Regions from separate parts of the Mus musculus genome. Here region 2 is linked to region 1. A link is a contact called in public promoter capture Hi-C data. All regions are on one chromosome and are shown on one strand. Each heading gives the region's core, a stretch centred on a gene start, on an enhancer-like site or on the middle of the called end of the contact. The rest is flanking DNA. Distances are from core to core; before and after follow the strand shown. Region 1 overlaps Aldh16a1 (aldehyde dehydrogenase 16 family, member A1). Region 2 overlaps Slc6a16 (solute carrier family 6, member 16).

Region 1 (7,916 bases), core at 1,752-4,251:
GAGAAAGCAGCATGAAGCAGGGGTCAAGCTCACAGAAGGAGTTGAAGTGGCTCTGCTGGCTGTTTATGTATATTGATTCCTTCCCTTCTGGGGGTGGGGGTGGGGGGGATGTTTTACCAGAGGAAGAGGCTTAAACCCTGCTTAAGCCTGGCAGTAGGAGCACACTCCTTTAATCCCAGGCAGAAGATGAAGGCCAGCCTGGTCTATAGAGCTAGTTCCAGGACAGCCAGAGAGAGAGAGAGAGAGAGAGAGAGAGAGTGTGTGTGTGTGGTTTCACATTTAAGCCAGGTACACTGGTGTACACAGTGGATGGATGCAGGAGATCTGGGGTTCATTCCTGACACTTCAGTAAGTTTAACCAGCCTGGGCTATTATTACATTACAGACTAAAAATAGAGTCCAAGATCTTGCCGTTGTAGCCCAGGCTGGCCTGAGTACTGGGGCTGTATATAGACTATACTATATATATATAGGCTGCAGCAGCAGTACTAGCTAACGTAAAGAGTTTCAAATAATGTTTTAGCCATAGTAAAACAAACAAACAAAAGACAAAACAGGGGCTGGAAGTATAATTTGATAGTATAGAGCACTGAGTTCAAACCCCAGCCCAAAACAAAAACAAAAGGCAGACAGGAGAAGGATGAACTGACGGCAAAGGGTACAAACATCCCCTCAGCGAGACAAGGGGCTGAGCTGTCCCAGCTGCCTCAGGCTCTTCTCCAAACTCTTTCTTCCTCCAGGCCTGGCTGGACACCCACAACCGCCTCTTGGGCCACCATGTCAATGGGATGTGGCTGAAGCCAGAACACAGGAATCCAGCGCCTTGCCAGGATCCCATCACAGGTTTTTGAAGAGTCCAGTCATTCAGGAGGAACAAAGACCTCCTGGGTGGTCTTTGAGCCCAGATAGCATGAGTGACAGCCATGCGGTCCATGCTATCTGGGCTCGAGCCCCTTAGTGCAGGGACAACCACTAATGGTGGTGGGGATGGGAGCTCCCATTTCTCCTGAAGACAGTCTCAGTAATTATAGTTCCTAGTGCCCCCAAAAGGCTTTTGAAGCCCTTCTGTACTCAATTCCCTTCCTCAAGCCTCGGATAATGGCCCACACCTCTAATCCCAGCAATTCAGAGGCTGAAGCAGAAGGGTCCTGAGTTTGCAGCCAGCCCGAAGTACAGAGTGGATTCCAGGCCAGCCTTGGCTTCATAGTGAGAAACTTTTTAAAAAAGAAGAAGAAAGGGGCTGAAGAGACATCTCAGTGGTTAGAAGTGTGTGCTGTCCTTTCAGAAGACCTAGGTTCATTTAGTTCCTAGCACCCATGTCAGGATCAGGCTGCTTAAAACCACCTGTAAGTTCAGGTGCAGACAATCTGACATCTTCTGACTCCTATGGGCACTGCATGCATATTATGTGTATACATACATGCAGGCAAAACACTCATTACTATTCCAAATAAATAAAAGTTTAAAAGCACAGCCAGGCATTGGTGTGCATCCCTTTAATCTTAGCACTTAGGAAACAGAGACAGATAGTTCTCTGAGTTTGAGCCCAGCCTGGTCTACAGAGTGAGTTCCAGGACAGCCAGCCAATCCTGTATCAACAAAACAAACAAACAAAACGGAGTAAGAAAGGAAAGAAGGAAAAGATAGCCAGGTCCTGCCTGCTGGGCTTGGTCAGAGCAGTGACTGGTAACTAGAGGAAGGCCTGAGACTCACAGGGAACTTCTGACACAGGCTTCCTCCATCTGGGCCCCTACTTGTCTCTGCAGGAGAAAACCTGGCCAGCTGCTTGCAAGCAGAGGCTGAGGACATCGCTGCAGCTGTGGAGGCTGCAAAGATAGCATTCAAGGCCTGGAGCCAACTCCCTGGAGCTGCTCGGGGACAACACCTAACCCGGTGAGGAAGCCCAGGCAAGGCCCACCTAGGAAGAGATTGCCTGTGTCCCTCAGGATTCACAGGAGACTGTGGAAACAGTGACTCCATGTCCTCAGATCCTTTTGAATTAATGGTTCATGTTTCCCGAGTGCATGTGGCACTTCAGTGGCCAGAACAGCCATTGTTGCTCACAGTTCACTGGGTCCAGTAGTATCCGAATATCACGAGAGCCCTGTTTCTCAGCACTTCATTAGAATCAGAGCTCCCTGCTTCCCATTACACCGTGGGGGCAGCTATAAACATCCCATTTCCCATAATGCAATTGAATCAGAGGCTGAGATTCACGTTCCCAGTTATCTTTGGGACCCCTGGTAATCAGTGACCAGGACCCCTGGTAATCAGTGACCAGGAGCATCGCACAGCACCACACAGAGTCTGACACTCTCTTGTAGACTACACTTCTACACAGCTTTGGTACCCGCTGTCCCCGATAAATTATGGCTCTGCCCCTAGATTCTTGTGGGGTCATAGTCCAGGCTGCTCTGAGCACGACAACTCTGTGTTCTCTGAAGGCTGGCCAAGGTCGTTCAGAAGCACCAGCGACTGCTGTGGACCCTGGAATCCCTGGTCACTGGACGGGCTGTTCGAGAGGTTCGAGATGGAGATGTGCCACTGGCCCAGCAACTGCTCCAGTACCATGCAGTCCAGGCACATGCCCAGGGTGACGCACTGGCAGACTGGCAGCCCGTGGGTGAGAACCTGTAGGCCCTCCAAGAGCCCTCCTGACCCAGAAAACCAACCCGTCCATGCGCTCATTATGGACTCTTTGCAGGAGTCATTGGCCTCATCCTGCCGACTCCTTTCTCTTTCTTGGACATGATGTGGAGGGTCTGCCCTGCCTTGGCTATGGGTAGGTAAAGTCTCTGGTGCCCCCCCCACAGACCCCCGTCTTTTCTCAGAAAAGATGGTTGGGGTCCAAGGAAGAGGGCTGGCACCTGGACCCCTGGGTGTGCAGGAGGGTAGGGGTCTGGACTCGGTTGTTCCCTTTCCCCAGGCTGCACCGTGGTGGCCCTCGTGCCCCCAGCCTTCCCGACACCTCTCCTCCTGGCTCAGCTGGCAGGAGAGCTTGGCTCTTTCCCAGGGATCCTCAATGTGGTATGTGGCCCTGCCTCGCTGGGGCCTGTCCTGGCCTCCCAACCTGGAGTCCAGAAGGTGGCTTTCTGCGGAGCCGTGGAGGTATTTTCAAGGCTGGGAGTGGGATGGGCACGGCTAAGAGCCAAGAGGCTCCTGCCATACCTGAAACCCATGGGGTTCCCTCAGGAAGGACGTGTTCTGCGACGGACTCTAGCAGGCAGGGGAGCTGAGCTGGGCCTGGCCCTGGGCACAGAGTCACTGTTGCTATTGATGGACTCCGCAGATGTGGACTCAGCTGTGGAGGGTGTCGTGGATGCCGTCTGGTCAGACCGCAGCCTGGTGAGATCTGTGTGCTCGGGTCCCCAAAGTTCAGGGGTCCGCCATATCTCTCCAAATACCCAGCTTGTTTTTACTTTCTGTTGTTTGGGCCTTTTCATTATTTGAGACAGGGTCTTATGTAGACCAACCTGGCTTCCAACTCACTGTGTAGCCCAGGCTAGCCTTGAACTCCTAATCCTCCGGGGGTTGCAGGTATATGCCACCATTCTGGGCAAGTCACCCAATTTTGTGCAGTGCACCTCTTGCCTGCTGGTGCTCCTCTATCCCTGAGGCCCACCCCTCTGTTCTGTGGGAGCCTGTTCTCCCTACATTGCTCCTGATTTTGCCACGTTTCATGCCTTTTTTTCCAACAGGGGGGGCTCAGGCTCCTCATCCAGGAATCTGTATGGGATGAAGCTATGAGGCGACTCCAGGCCAGAATGGCACAGATACGGAGTGGGAGAGGACTGGATGGGGCTGTGGACATGGGGGCTCGAGGAGCTGCTGCCCGAGACCTGGCCCAGAGCTTTGTGGATGAGGCCCAAAGCCAAGGGGGACAGGTGAGCCCCATCTGCACAATAGAGTCTTAGATCTTGACTATAGCCAACTCCCATGTCAGAGTAAGAAGGTCCCAGACCCTAGACGCCTGGGTCTGAGACAAGGGCTAAAACCTAAACTCCCGAGTTTGGGGGAGGAAGTTGGAGTCTGGACTTAAGTGTCTAAGGGAGGAGGGCTCTGAGTCTGGATGCCCAGGTTGAGGGAGGAGCCTGGAGCTAGAACCTCAATACCTAGATCTAGGAAGGAGCTGAAGCCTGGATATTCATGAAGGAGGCTGAACTGTATCTCTGGGTCTAGAGAGGACAGCCATCTATATCTATTTCTCCTCCTCCCAGGTATTCCAAGCTGGTGATGTGCCCTCCAGTAGCCCATTCTTCTCTCCAGCCTTGGTTTCTGGTCTGCCTCCAGCAGCCCCATGTGCCCAGGCCGAGGTGAGGCCCCTGAGGCTGCAGCCTTCCTGCCCTGCCCTTCCATCCTCCACGACTTGTGGGCAACAGCCCTGAACCTTACCCGGAGCTGGGGACAAATGAGTAAAGTATTGACAGGAGAGTTTGCTCTCCGACTAACGCTTGTCACCCCTTTTAGGTACCGTGGCCTGTGGTTATGGCTTCTCCTTTCCGCACAGTCAAGGAGGCACTAGCCCTGGCCAATGGAACACCCCGGGGAGGCAGCGCCAGCGTGTGGAGTGAAAGGCTAGGGCAAGCCCTGGAGCTGGGCTATGGGTCAGTTGGTACTTACTCCCCCTGCCTCTGCCCCGTCTCCCTCAGGTGTCTCCCTCCCACTTCACCCAGCATCCCATCTCCCCCTCCCCTGGTGTCTTTCCCTGCCTCATAGGCTCCAGGTGGGCACAGTGTGGATCAATGCTCATGGCCTCCGAGACCCTGCGGTGCCGACAGGGGGCTGCAAGGAGAGTGGGTCTTCCTGGCACGGAGGCCCAGATGTGAGTGCCCATCCACCTCTGTACCTCTGAGTCACCTTGAGACCATCTGGCCTCCTGCTGACCACGCACCTCTCACAGGGCCTGTATGAGTACCTGCAGCCCTTGGGGACACCTTCCCAGGAGTCCTTCCTTTGTGAGAATATCAACTACGACACATTTGGCCTTGCTGCGTCCTCCATTCTGCCGTCAGGGCCAGAAACAGGGCCTAGGTGAGCTGTTGCAGGCCTGGTAACCTAAAGATGAGAGTGTGGGGCTGGAAGGAGGGTGCTTAGAGCCTGTCTTGGGGTCTCCAGTTCTTAGTGTACCTTTCTGGGTACTAACTCCAAGAGTAAAAAGAATCTCAGTTCTCCTTAATGGTTTGAGTTCCGCAGAAGCAAAGACTTCAGGGAGAATCCAGATGCTCAAAGGAGTAGAATTTAGAGTGTCCAAGAGGTGCATTACAGTAAGAGTTTTGGATGACCCCAGAAACTCATGGGGTAGGAGTTCAGAATCCTCCAGAGACTCATGGGAGCAGGTGTTTGAATCCTCTAGAAGCTCACAAGAATAGAAATTTGAGTCCAGAAGGTTCCTGGGAACTGAGAGGTCCAGCCAGTGTGGTAGACCTGTCAGTGGCCCATGTGGACGCAGCCTCCTCCCACCCCACTCTGCAGCCCAGCCCCTCCCTATGGGCTGTTTGTCGGAGGCCGTTTCCAGTCTCCTGGGACCCAGAGCTCCAGGCCCATCCAAGATTCTTCAGGCAAAGTCTCCAGCTATGTAGCTGAGGGTGGAGCCAAGGATATCCGAGGTGCTGTAGAGGCTGCTCATCAGGCTGCCCCTGGGTAAGCGTCAAATGGAAGCCCAGAGGTGAGGGTGGCTCGGATAGAAGTACACTTGGGACTGGAGCCCTGGGTGGAGGCTGTGGATGATAGAGATGGCCATCTGGGACTAGCTAAGGCCAGGCTATACCCTAACTTGCATTGTTTGCCCACAGCTGGGGAGCCCAGTCCCCAAGAGCCCGAGCAGGCCTGCTGTGGGCCCTGGCGGCTGCTCTGGAGCGCAGGAAGCCAGTGCTGACCTCACAACTAGAAAGGCACGGAGCAGCGCCTACAGTTGCCAAGATTGAAGTAGAACTGAGTGTGAGGCGACTCCAGACATGGGGCACCCGGGTTCAGGACCAAGGCCAGACACTACAGGTGAGACAGATCTAAGCAGGCAGTCAGGACAGTCAGCCAGCCAAGAGTCAGAGCCCAGGCTCAGTGAACCAGGCACAAGTCCAGGCTTAGCTCTAGAAAGTCTAGAGAATACAATTCTGGTGAGAGGAGAGATGGAACAGTGCTTGGCTGAGAAGCCTTGCCTCAGAGGACAGGAGGGAGGGGTACAGTGCTTACAGGAAAGCAGGCTGCTCATGCGTGCACATATTGTAGGAACTTCTCAGATTATACCATTTAAAATCTATGTAACGTAGGCTTGTCTGTATTCAAGAAGGCTTTGCAAACACACAGTGGGCATGAGGGTGCAGGCCTATGATCTCAACATTTGTAAAATAGAGACAAAAAGATCACAAGTCAAATGTCAGCCTTGGCCACAGTGAAATCCTGCATCAAAGAAACAAAGGTATTGCTGAGCATCAAGGCTCGTGCCTTTAATCCCAGCAGTAAGGAGCTGTCCTTGCAGAGGATGGGTTTATCCCAGGATCCAGGCCAGAGGCCGTACAACCTCCCGTATCCCTAGCTCCAGGGGGATCTCACGCTCCCTTCAGTCACTCACAAGTGCACATAACTGTGCCCCAACTCATAAACAACTAGAAAATAAATCAAGCCTTTAGTCCCAGTACTTGAAAGGCAGGTAGATCTATGTGAATTCGAGGCCAGCCTGGTCTAGAGTGACTCCCAGGACAGCCAGGGCTGCCCAGAGTCTTCAAAAACTAAAACTCAATCAAGCTGGGCATTGGTGGCGTCTGTGTTCAATCCCTGCACTCAGGAGAGAGGCAAGCAGATCTCTGAGTACAAGGCCAGCCTGGGCTACTGGGCTACATAGGGAGCCCCTGTCTCAAAACAAACCAGACACAAACAAGTATTGGGATATGATTCAGTGATAGAGCACTTGCCTATCCTAGCTTGGTTGGAGCTGCCTACAATACCTCAAAACAAAGTCTCAGCTACTCCACAGACTGAGGCAAGAGCAGATTCCAGGCCCAGAGGTCCAGAGAGGTTAAGTAACTCACGCTGACCCATAAAGCTATGGAGTGGCCATTGGGCTCCAGAGTTTCAGGCCCTGAACCATCATCCCCTGGTTACACATTATGGAGCTACTCTGGAGCTAGGTACATGTTAAATGTGGGAGAATGGGGCAGGCAAAAGTTCCTCTGGGAACTTGTCCTTGATGTGTCTGTCATCTGTGCCTGTAGGTAACAGGATTGAGAGGCCCTGTGCTCCGGCTTCGAGAACCATTGGGAGTGCTGGCCGTGGTGTGCCCGGATGAGTGGCCCCTGCTGGCTTTTGTGTCACTACTGGCCCCTGCACTGGCCCATGGCAATGCCGTGGTCTTAGTACCCAGTGGGGCATGTCCTCTGCTGGCCTTGGAGGTCTGCCAGGTAAAATTACCTGTTTCCCCTCCTGCCTGCTGCTCCTGGGTCTTCAGGAGCTCAGCTGGCCTCCTCCCTCCTGGGTAGCTATGATAACGAGTCTCAGCATCCCCTCTAAGTCCTATTCCTTGCATGAGCCCCTACAGCCACTGCCAGATGCCCACTCTCCAGCCTGCCCCATTGATGTTCAACCCTGGGTGTTCCACTCTCTCATCCTAGGATATAGCTCCTCTGTTTCCTGCTGGCCTGGTGAGTGTAGTGACAGGGGATCGCGACCACCTGACCCGCTGTCTGGCCTTACATCAGGATGTCCAAGCCCTGTGGTACTTCGGCTCGGCCCAGGTACTTCAGGGTACTTAACCTTCAACAACAGACTTCTGTGCTAGGAGCTTAGGGGATTCTGTGCTCATCCCCTAAGGATCTCTGTTGCTAAGAGGAAGAAATGTCTTGGCAACAGCTGCTGAGGTCCTACCCTGGTACAAGCTCAGTCACAAAGGAAGAGGGTCTTCTATTGGTGGGGAGGGGTCTAGG
Region 2 (7,916 bases), core at 3,069-5,568, 120 kb before region 1:
CACCTACACTGAACCAACGGAGCCTTTGATCTCTTCGTGCCTTGTGCTGGATGCACCTGTGCACTGATGTGGAAGCTGGAGCTGGGTGCCAGGCGGCTTCCTGACTTTCCTGAGACGAGGTCTCTCACTGAACTCCGAGCTGTACTCCCTGGCTATCAGGGCCCTGGGATCCTCTTGTTTGCACCTTCCATCGCCTCGGGTGTACACAGAAGCAGAAACACCCACTCATAAGCTCACACGCATGCATGCATGTGTCAGGCAGATGAAGGGGCTAAGGGGAGATCATAGGCCAGGACTGGTGTTGAGGCAGTCGGGGAGCAGGGGAGTATCCTCGGCTGTCTCCTGCAGAAGGGGAAGGCGTCCTGGTTGCAGAAACAGTGTCGTCATGGCCATCTATGTGCATTCCGAGGGGAGAGCTCAGACCTGCATGCTTCTACAGCAAGGACCTTAGCAGCTGAGCCTCTGCCTCTCCTCACTTGTCATTTATGGTTTCCGTGTCTGTCGGTGTTAATGCTATCTGTCTATACCACTAGCATGTGGGCTCCTGTACACAGGGTGCTACCTTTGGTTTACGCAGTGTCCCCGGTCACTAGCAGGTCATAAAGTGTATGAGACACCCCAAAGTCCAACAAATAAACATTTCTCAGAGCCCGTGTAGTTAAGGGCCCTCACTGCCATTCTAGTTTGCGATTAGAAACAACAGGAAAACCATCAACCCTCCCCACAGATCCATGCTCTAGGGACCTGGCCTGGCCCTTCACCTGTCGGCCCCGTAGGCCCAGGCGACAGCAAGGTTTTCGCATATGATGATGATGATGACGGGCACTGCTACCCAGCATTCACTCAGCAGTGAAAAGTAGTAGATGCCTGAAGGTTGGATGAAGATGAGGCCGCACAGGAACATCGCCATGGAAACGCACACTGGAGGAAGCATCGGGTCTGTGTCAGGATCCTAGAGGTCTGGCAGGTGATGGGGCTAAGGGGAGATCACAGGTCAGGGCTGGTGGCAATGCTGTGGGGGAGCTGGGCCGGAGGTGGAAATACCTATGAGCAACCTCGGCTGTCTCCTGCAGAAGGGGAAGGTGTCCTGGAGTGTCAAAACGTTGCCCAGCATGAACATGAGATTGGAACACAACCCCAGAGTCAGCAGCAACAGGAAGAAGAGGACAATCCAGAAGCCAGACCCAGGTAACAGTGAGATGACCTCAGTGAAGATCAGGAACAGGAAGCGAGGGTTGTCCTTAATCTGCGTGCACACAAGAGTAAAGCGCTCTCTCTACTGTCCTAGAAACCCCCTGAAGCCCCTGCAGTCCAAGAGGAGAGCAGACCTGGCAGGACCCCCTGCAGGCCACAGAAGGTGTTCTGTGAGTGGCACTTCCTGAGTGACCAGGGCTATGCATCACATTTCTTTCTGGAATGAAGGAAAGCTGAGCTCTCTGTGGGTGCAGAGCAAGCTCTCCAGTATCGCCTTTGCCCTGGGCCATCCCCCACTCACCTTCAGAAACTGCTTCTGGACGCTGCATTCAGGCACCACGCTGAGAACGGCGCTCCTCAAGGGTGGGGGAAGGCTGCTGAGCCAGGAATTGTAGTTGGAGGTCGGGTTGCCGCTCAGGTCCGGGGGCTGTGCGTCAGGCGGCAGGATCCCCTGGGCTACCAGCCTTAGAAGCGTCTCTTGGTTCCTGAGGATGAGGCGAGGCAGAATGGTCAGGTTTGGGCACTGGCCTTCCCTTGTTCATCTTATCCATGAGAGCCATCTGGAGCCCAGCATTAGTGACCTGGGCAAAGGGAAGCCCGCAGTGGACCCTCAAGCACGCCCATTCTCAGTACCGTCAAGAATGTGTGCCGATGGGGACCTGGGGTAGGGACTCTCTACGGGCTTCCTGGGGACTCTGGGGTCTTGGTTTTCATGAGGGGAAAGCTGACCTTTGAAGCCCCACACTACAGAGAGCTGGAACAGCTTCCCAGGACTTTGAGGTGTGTGACACTCCCAAGTTGTGCCATGTGAAAAGAACTGTTAACCTCAGTCCTGAGCAGAGCCTTGCTGAGAGCTTTGCAAGCCTTGTGAGCTCAACGATAGACTGACAATATCCTACAATGTAAAACAGGACTCTGTTTTGAGGACAAGCCACGTACACATTTGGACTAATATTCTCGTTGTGAATAAGTTAAACCGAAAGATATTTTTAATCTTCTTATGAAAATAAAACGGTTGGGCTGGAGAGATGGTTCAGCAGTTTAAGAGCACTGACCGCTCTTTCAGAGGTCCTGAGTTCAATTCCCAGCAACCACATGGTGCCTCACAACCATCTGTAATGGGATCCAATGACCGCTTCTGGTGTGTCTAAAGACAGCAGCAGCAAACAACAACAACAACAACAACAACAACAAAAGACAGCAACAGGGGCTGGAGAGATGGCTCAGTAGGTAAGAACACTGACTGCTCCTTTGAAGGTCCTGAGTTCAAATCCCAGCAACCACATGGTGGATCACAACCATCTGAAATGAGATCTGATGCCCTTTTATGGGGTATCTGGAGACAGCTACAGTGTACTTACATACAATAAATAAATAAATCTTTAAAAAAAAAAGACAGCAACGGTATACTCATATGCATAAAATAAATAAATAATTCTTTTAAAAAATGTTTAAAAAAGAATAAAACTGTTAACAAGGGGCTGGAGCAATTGTTCCGCAGCCAACACAAACATGTGCTGCTCTTCCAGAGGCCACAAGTTTGACTCCCAGCACCCATGTGAGCAGGCTCACAACTGCCTGTGGCTCCCGCTCCTGGGCATCAGAAGCCATTTTCTGGCTTCTCCATCCACTTACACGTAAATAAATGAATGTGAAAACATTAGTTAATTAAGAAATATAATAAATGGTGGTTTAGAAGCCAAAATCACTCTCCTTTTGTTTTTTGGGTTTTTTTTTGTTTTGTTTTGTTTTTTGGTTCGGGGGTTTTTGTTTTGTTTTTTGTTTTTTAAGATAGGGTGTCTCTTCCTGGTTGTCCTAGAGCTCACTATGTAGACCAGACTGGCCTCAAACTCACAGAGACCTGTCTCTGCCTCTCTGCCCCTCTGCCCCTCTGCCCCTCTGCTCCTGTCCCTACCCCTGCCCCTGCCCCTAGCCCTGTCTCTGCTGGGATTAAAAGGGTGTTGCCATGCCTGGCAGGGATTCCCATCTTAAATTCAGCAGTGAAGTGAGAAGTCCCCTTCAGCAGCACAGTGAAGCAGAAGCTTGCTGCCAGTTCTTCTGAGAAGCAGGGAATGGGCACGCGGGTGCTTAACAAACGAACAAAACAAGAGGAAATTTGAAGTTTTTAATGGGCTGTATACACAAGGTAGCCTCAGCTATAACTTGAAGCCCAAGTTTTGACTCTGATAATCCCCAAGACCAAGACTTTAGTTCCAAAAAGTCTCTTCCCAAATCTCCTGTCCAGAAGAACTCACCTCAATCCTGTTAAAGATCTTCATAGCTAAGCTAAGTCTACTGCTATAGGCCTATCATCTCGGGTCTTGAGGAGTCCGAGTCAGAAAGATCACAACTTCAAGGCCAAGGAAACTTGGTGAGACGCAACTATTCTTAAGGCTTAGGAAACAGTAGGGTGGGAAGATTTTGAGAGCCTAGCAGACCAGGATGACTTCTGTGTGACAGTGTCTTCTTGACAGGATAGAGATGTTACTCCCATGAATTCTCAACTATATGGCTGCCTGCACAAGACTTACAAAGACTGCACCAGTAGATATGTCAGCAGGAATGGAGGGAAGGTCACAGGCACACCCCTAGATGAAGAGCTACAGGTAGCCAATGGCTGTAGAACCAGTGTCTGATGTTTGTCTTGAGGGACATAGAGAGAGAAGCAGGGGAGAGAGTAAAATGATGCAAACACAGTTTACTCACAAAGGGTATTCTCAACTTAACATAAGTAAAGAAGCCCGGGGTGGGGGTGGGGTGCACACATTTAATCCCCATTCAGGAGGCAGAAGCAGGTGGATTTCAGAGTTCAAGGCCATCCTGGATGACAGAGCAGGTTCCAGGTAGCCAGGGCAACACAGAAAAACCTTGACTGGAAGAGAGAGAGAGATGGGGGGAAGAGAGAGAGAAGAAAGGAGGGAGGGGGGAAAGGAGGGAAGAAGGGGGAGGGAGAGGGAAAGAGAGAGAGAGGTGGTGGTGATAGGCTCCTTTAATTTCAGCACTTAGCAGGCAGAGGCAGGTGGAACTCTATGAGTCTGAGCACAGCCTGGTCTACATAGTGAGTTCCTGCCTACACAGTAAATCCCAGGACAACCAGGGCTACATGGCGAGACTCTATCTTAGAAAAACCAACCAACCAACAAATCAATCAATATTTCAAAAGAGGACTAGAGACATGGCTCAGTAGTTAAGATCACTGGGTGCTCTTCCAGAAGACCCAACTTCAGGTCCCAGGACCCACCTGGCAGCTCTCAACTCCCTATGCTTCAGTTCCAGACTCTGACACCCTCTCTGGCCCCTAGGGGCACCAGGCATGCAGAGTTCTACATGCAGGCAAAACACTCATGCGCATACAATAAAATAAAAGCAGCTTAAACACTAAAAATCAATATAGTCTTAAAGTTAAAGGGGCCAGAATGCACCTCAGTGTAAATAAAGTACTTGCATTTCACACACAAGGCCCTGGGCTAGCTCCAACCACTGCAGTGTGGGTGGCCAGAGGCAGAGGCAGGAGATTTTTTGAAAGTTTAAGGCAAGCCAGGTCTACATAGCAAGTCTTAGGCCAAGTAGAACCACTTGATTCAAAAAACGACATTTATTTTTATTATTTTTAAATCACGTGTGAGGGACATGAGTGTATATGAGTGCAGGTGTCCAGAGACTCCAGAGCGTGTCAGACCTCCTAGAGCTGGAGTGATAGGTACCTGTGAGAGGCCAGATGCAAGGGTTGGGAGCCCACCTTGGGTCTTCTGCACAAGCAGCAGCACCCGTGCTCTCAGCTGCTGGGTAACCTCTCTAGCACTCCCCGCCCCCCCCCAGCACCCCCCCCCATGGAAGAGAATATTAAAAACAAGAGCAAAGTTCAATGAAACAACCAATTAACAAGGTTAGCCAACAAAGGAGAAAACTAGTCCAAAGGTGATGGAAAGATAAAGACCACAGCGGCTGGAGAGATGGTTCCAGGGGTTCTGTTGCCCTCTCCTGGCCTCCAAAGGTATCAGGAACAGAAGTGGCACATAGACATCCATGCAGGCAAAACCATACACATTAAAAACCAACTGTGGCTAAAGTGGACCAGAGGGCAGAAAGCCCAGTACAAACATTGCAATGAGAAGATGCAGAGTGGCTGGAGAGATGGCCTACAGGTGGGAGCACCTGCTCTGTAGGCAGGAGGACCTCAAGTCCCAACCCCCAGCACCCAGGAATACTGCTTAGCCACACAGGCCTGTAATCCCAGCCCCAGGGGGCAGACAGCTAGGTCCCTAGAACTTGCTAGACAGCCAGTCTCACCAAAATGGAGAGCTTCTAGTTTGAAGAGAGAGCCTGTCCCAGGGCAATAATGTAGAGTGATGTGGAGCCAGTTGGCACTCTCTTCTGGCCTCTGCTGGCATGCACACTCTCAGGAAGAAAGAACATCTTCTGGGGGGGATAGTTCTTCATGTGGGCGCTGTTTACCATCACAGAGCTTTACACTGAACATTTGGCTTTATGTGTCTTTTATATGTATGTAATATCTCATAAAGGGGGGGGGGTAAACACACACACACACACACACACACACACACACACACACGCACGCACGCCCTGCAGTGGTGGCACACATCTTTGACCCCAGCACTCGGGAGGTAGAGGCAGGCAGATCTCTGAGTTCAAGGCCAGCCTGGTCTACAAAACGATTTCCAGGACAGCCAGGGCTACATAGAGAGATCCTGTCTGCATCACTAGCCAGCTCAGTGGGTAAAGGACTTGCCACACAAGCCTTGCGATGTTCCCTGGAGCCCTGAAGGTGACAGGGGAGAACTGACACCACAAAGTTGTCCTCTGTGCTCCATCCTCAGCCATGACATCCCGGCCCCCACACCAAGCACACACTACAACGATAATCAAAGAGCTAAACCCATAACACAAATATTCTATTGTATGCTTCTCAGACTTGCAAAATGAAGAGGTCCAGCCACGGCTTGTAAAGTGCTGTGCAAAACAAAGAGGTGGAAACCTTATACTTCCTGCTGGGAGGGTAATTTTGATCAAACCCCTGGAGCACTCGAACACTGAGCAGACCCTGCCCAGCAACACCTTCTAAGGCTTAGTCTGCCCTGCCCTGGGTGGCTATCGCTGATGTGTTTGTGTGACTAGATCCCCAGTGACTGCACTAAACATTCCTGACACTGCTGCGTATGATGGCACACACCTGAACACCTAGCAGATGGCAGGCTTAGACGGGAAGACAGATGGGAGCCAAGCTAGCTGGGGCTACAAAGAGAAGAGTGCCCTGAGGCAAATCAAAACTTATATTCCCTAAACAGCTCAAAGTTAAATTTAGTCACAGCAGGGATGCCGTTTGGGGCTGCGCTGTCCTGGGTGATTTCAGTCTACAGGAAGGCATGGTAGGAACACCTAAGTGCAACAGTATATCACACAGAAAGTGGGGCAGCTGCAGACTGCAGTATCTGACAGGCCTCTGGAACCAGTCTCTGGTGTATGAGGGACAACAGCATCTGCCATGCAGAACTGGGTGCATATATGCACTCAGATTATCATGTGGCTAACTTCTATAAGCCTGAACTGAAATCATCCCTTGTGAACTGAGGGAGAGGCATAGAACTCAGGGGCCTAACCAAACTCAGGAGGCACCAGAAGCTCAGAAAGTTACAAGACACACAAGGCCCCTTCCCCATCCACACAGCTACACGTGCTGTGGCGAGAGGCTTCCTACAACTGCCAGCAAGTGGTTCAAGGAGTTCCTGGAGGCAGCTTCCATAACCTGTCACCCGTGTGTGGTGGGCACACAGTCACAGTGCTGCCTTTAAGTCAGCCATTTTCTCAGGTAATCTCTCACCCTGCTCCTGTGAGTAACCCTGCTAAGTCACTGGTTCACCAGCTGGCCTGAAGTGACACCCTCTTTGGCCTGTTGTCACTTCCCTGTCACCCAGGAAGAGTCACACAACACCAGCTTCTAGGAGAAAATGACAGTCATTTGTGGAGACTGCGATTCCTATGGAGAAAGCCAACTCATGCTCGCCTCCCTGGCTCTCTCAGCTCACACTCAGTTATCAGACGCTTGTGAAAAGCTGGCTTAAGGCCCAGTTCTTCATTCCTTCTCCCCTTGAGACCGGGGGGAAAAAAAAAAGCAGTGAAATCGAGAAACAGTGAGGATCCAGTCCACGCTTCTGTGGTGGGGTGAGGGCACTTTACAAGCAGCAACAAACTGTCATGACCGCAGAAAAGCAGGAGCAAACCCTGGTGCTCTCTCACACAGGAGGATGTTTATAGATAATCATAGTATACTGGATATTTAAAAATAACAAGGAGGCCAGAGACATGCATCAGCCACTAAGAGCAGTTGCCGTTCTTCTAGAGGACCCAAATTTAGCTCCCAGCACACACATAGTAGCATCAAACCATTGGTGACTCCTTCCAGGGGATCTGACACCCTCTCTTGACCTCTGCAAGCACCAGGCACAAACATGGTGTACATACATCTATGCAGGCAAAGCACCCATAAATCTTTAGAAAGCAAAAGTAACTATAAGAGCTGAGAATGATGGCGCACAGCTATAAGCCAAGCTTTGAGGAGTCAGGAGGTAAGGATCAGAAGTTCAAGGACATAGGGCATTCCAAGCCTGCATAGTGAGACCCTGTCTCAAAAGGCAGAGCCACTTTAGGGAACTTTGATTTCACCACAAAGAAATAATGATGTCTGAGGTGAAGGTGTGATCAGT

Evidence for each region. Capture Hi-C pulls out chosen DNA fragments and counts their contacts.
Region 2: a contact with region 1 is called in a promoter capture Hi-C map of liver. The contact joins two enhancer-like sites. A contact is called at or near these places in 6 of 39 promoter capture datasets (the 3T3-L1 cell line, the C10 cell line, cranial neural crest and 3 more), 8 of 115 datasets of contacts at active chromatin or transcription factors (the 230-238 cell line, bone marrow-derived macrophages, effector CD8 T cells and 4 more) and 3 of 9 other capture datasets (adipose tissue, liver and pancreatic islet).

Annotation. Positions count from the first base shown.
Region 1 is chr7:45,142,591-45,150,506 of GRCm38.p6, reverse strand. Aldh16a1 (aldehyde dehydrogenase 16 family, member A1) reads left to right here. Exons shown (of 17, transcript NM_145954.2): 2 at 741-843; 3 at 1,767-1,893; 4 at 2,445-2,623; 5 at 2,705-2,782; 6 at 2,927-3,108; 7 at 3,193-3,345; 8 at 3,699-3,884; 9 at 4,218-4,313; 10 at 4,468-4,604; 11 at 4,717-4,822; 12 at 4,901-5,031; 13 at 5,473-5,640; 14 at 5,793-5,994; 15 at 7,209-7,394; 1 more. Among named protein-coding and RNA genes, the nearest start is that of Pih1d1, 7.8 kb to the left of the region's middle. Within about 2 kb of position 3,001, at least 5 of the 459 cell types and tissues checked have an H3K27ac peak or open chromatin away from gene starts, as enhancers often do. A contact at or near this core is called in liver, where this site is marked.
Region 2 is chr7:45,261,778-45,269,693 of GRCm38.p6, reverse strand. Slc6a16 (solute carrier family 6, member 16) reads right to left here. Exons shown (of 13, transcript NM_001324535.1): 9 at 1,496-1,679; 10 at 1,045-1,246; 11 at 762-921. Among named protein-coding and RNA genes, the nearest start is that of Gm23585, 11 kb to the right of the region's middle. Within about 2 kb of position 4,318, at least 3 of the 459 cell types and tissues checked have an H3K27ac peak or open chromatin away from gene starts, as enhancers often do. A contact at or near this core is called in liver, where this site is marked.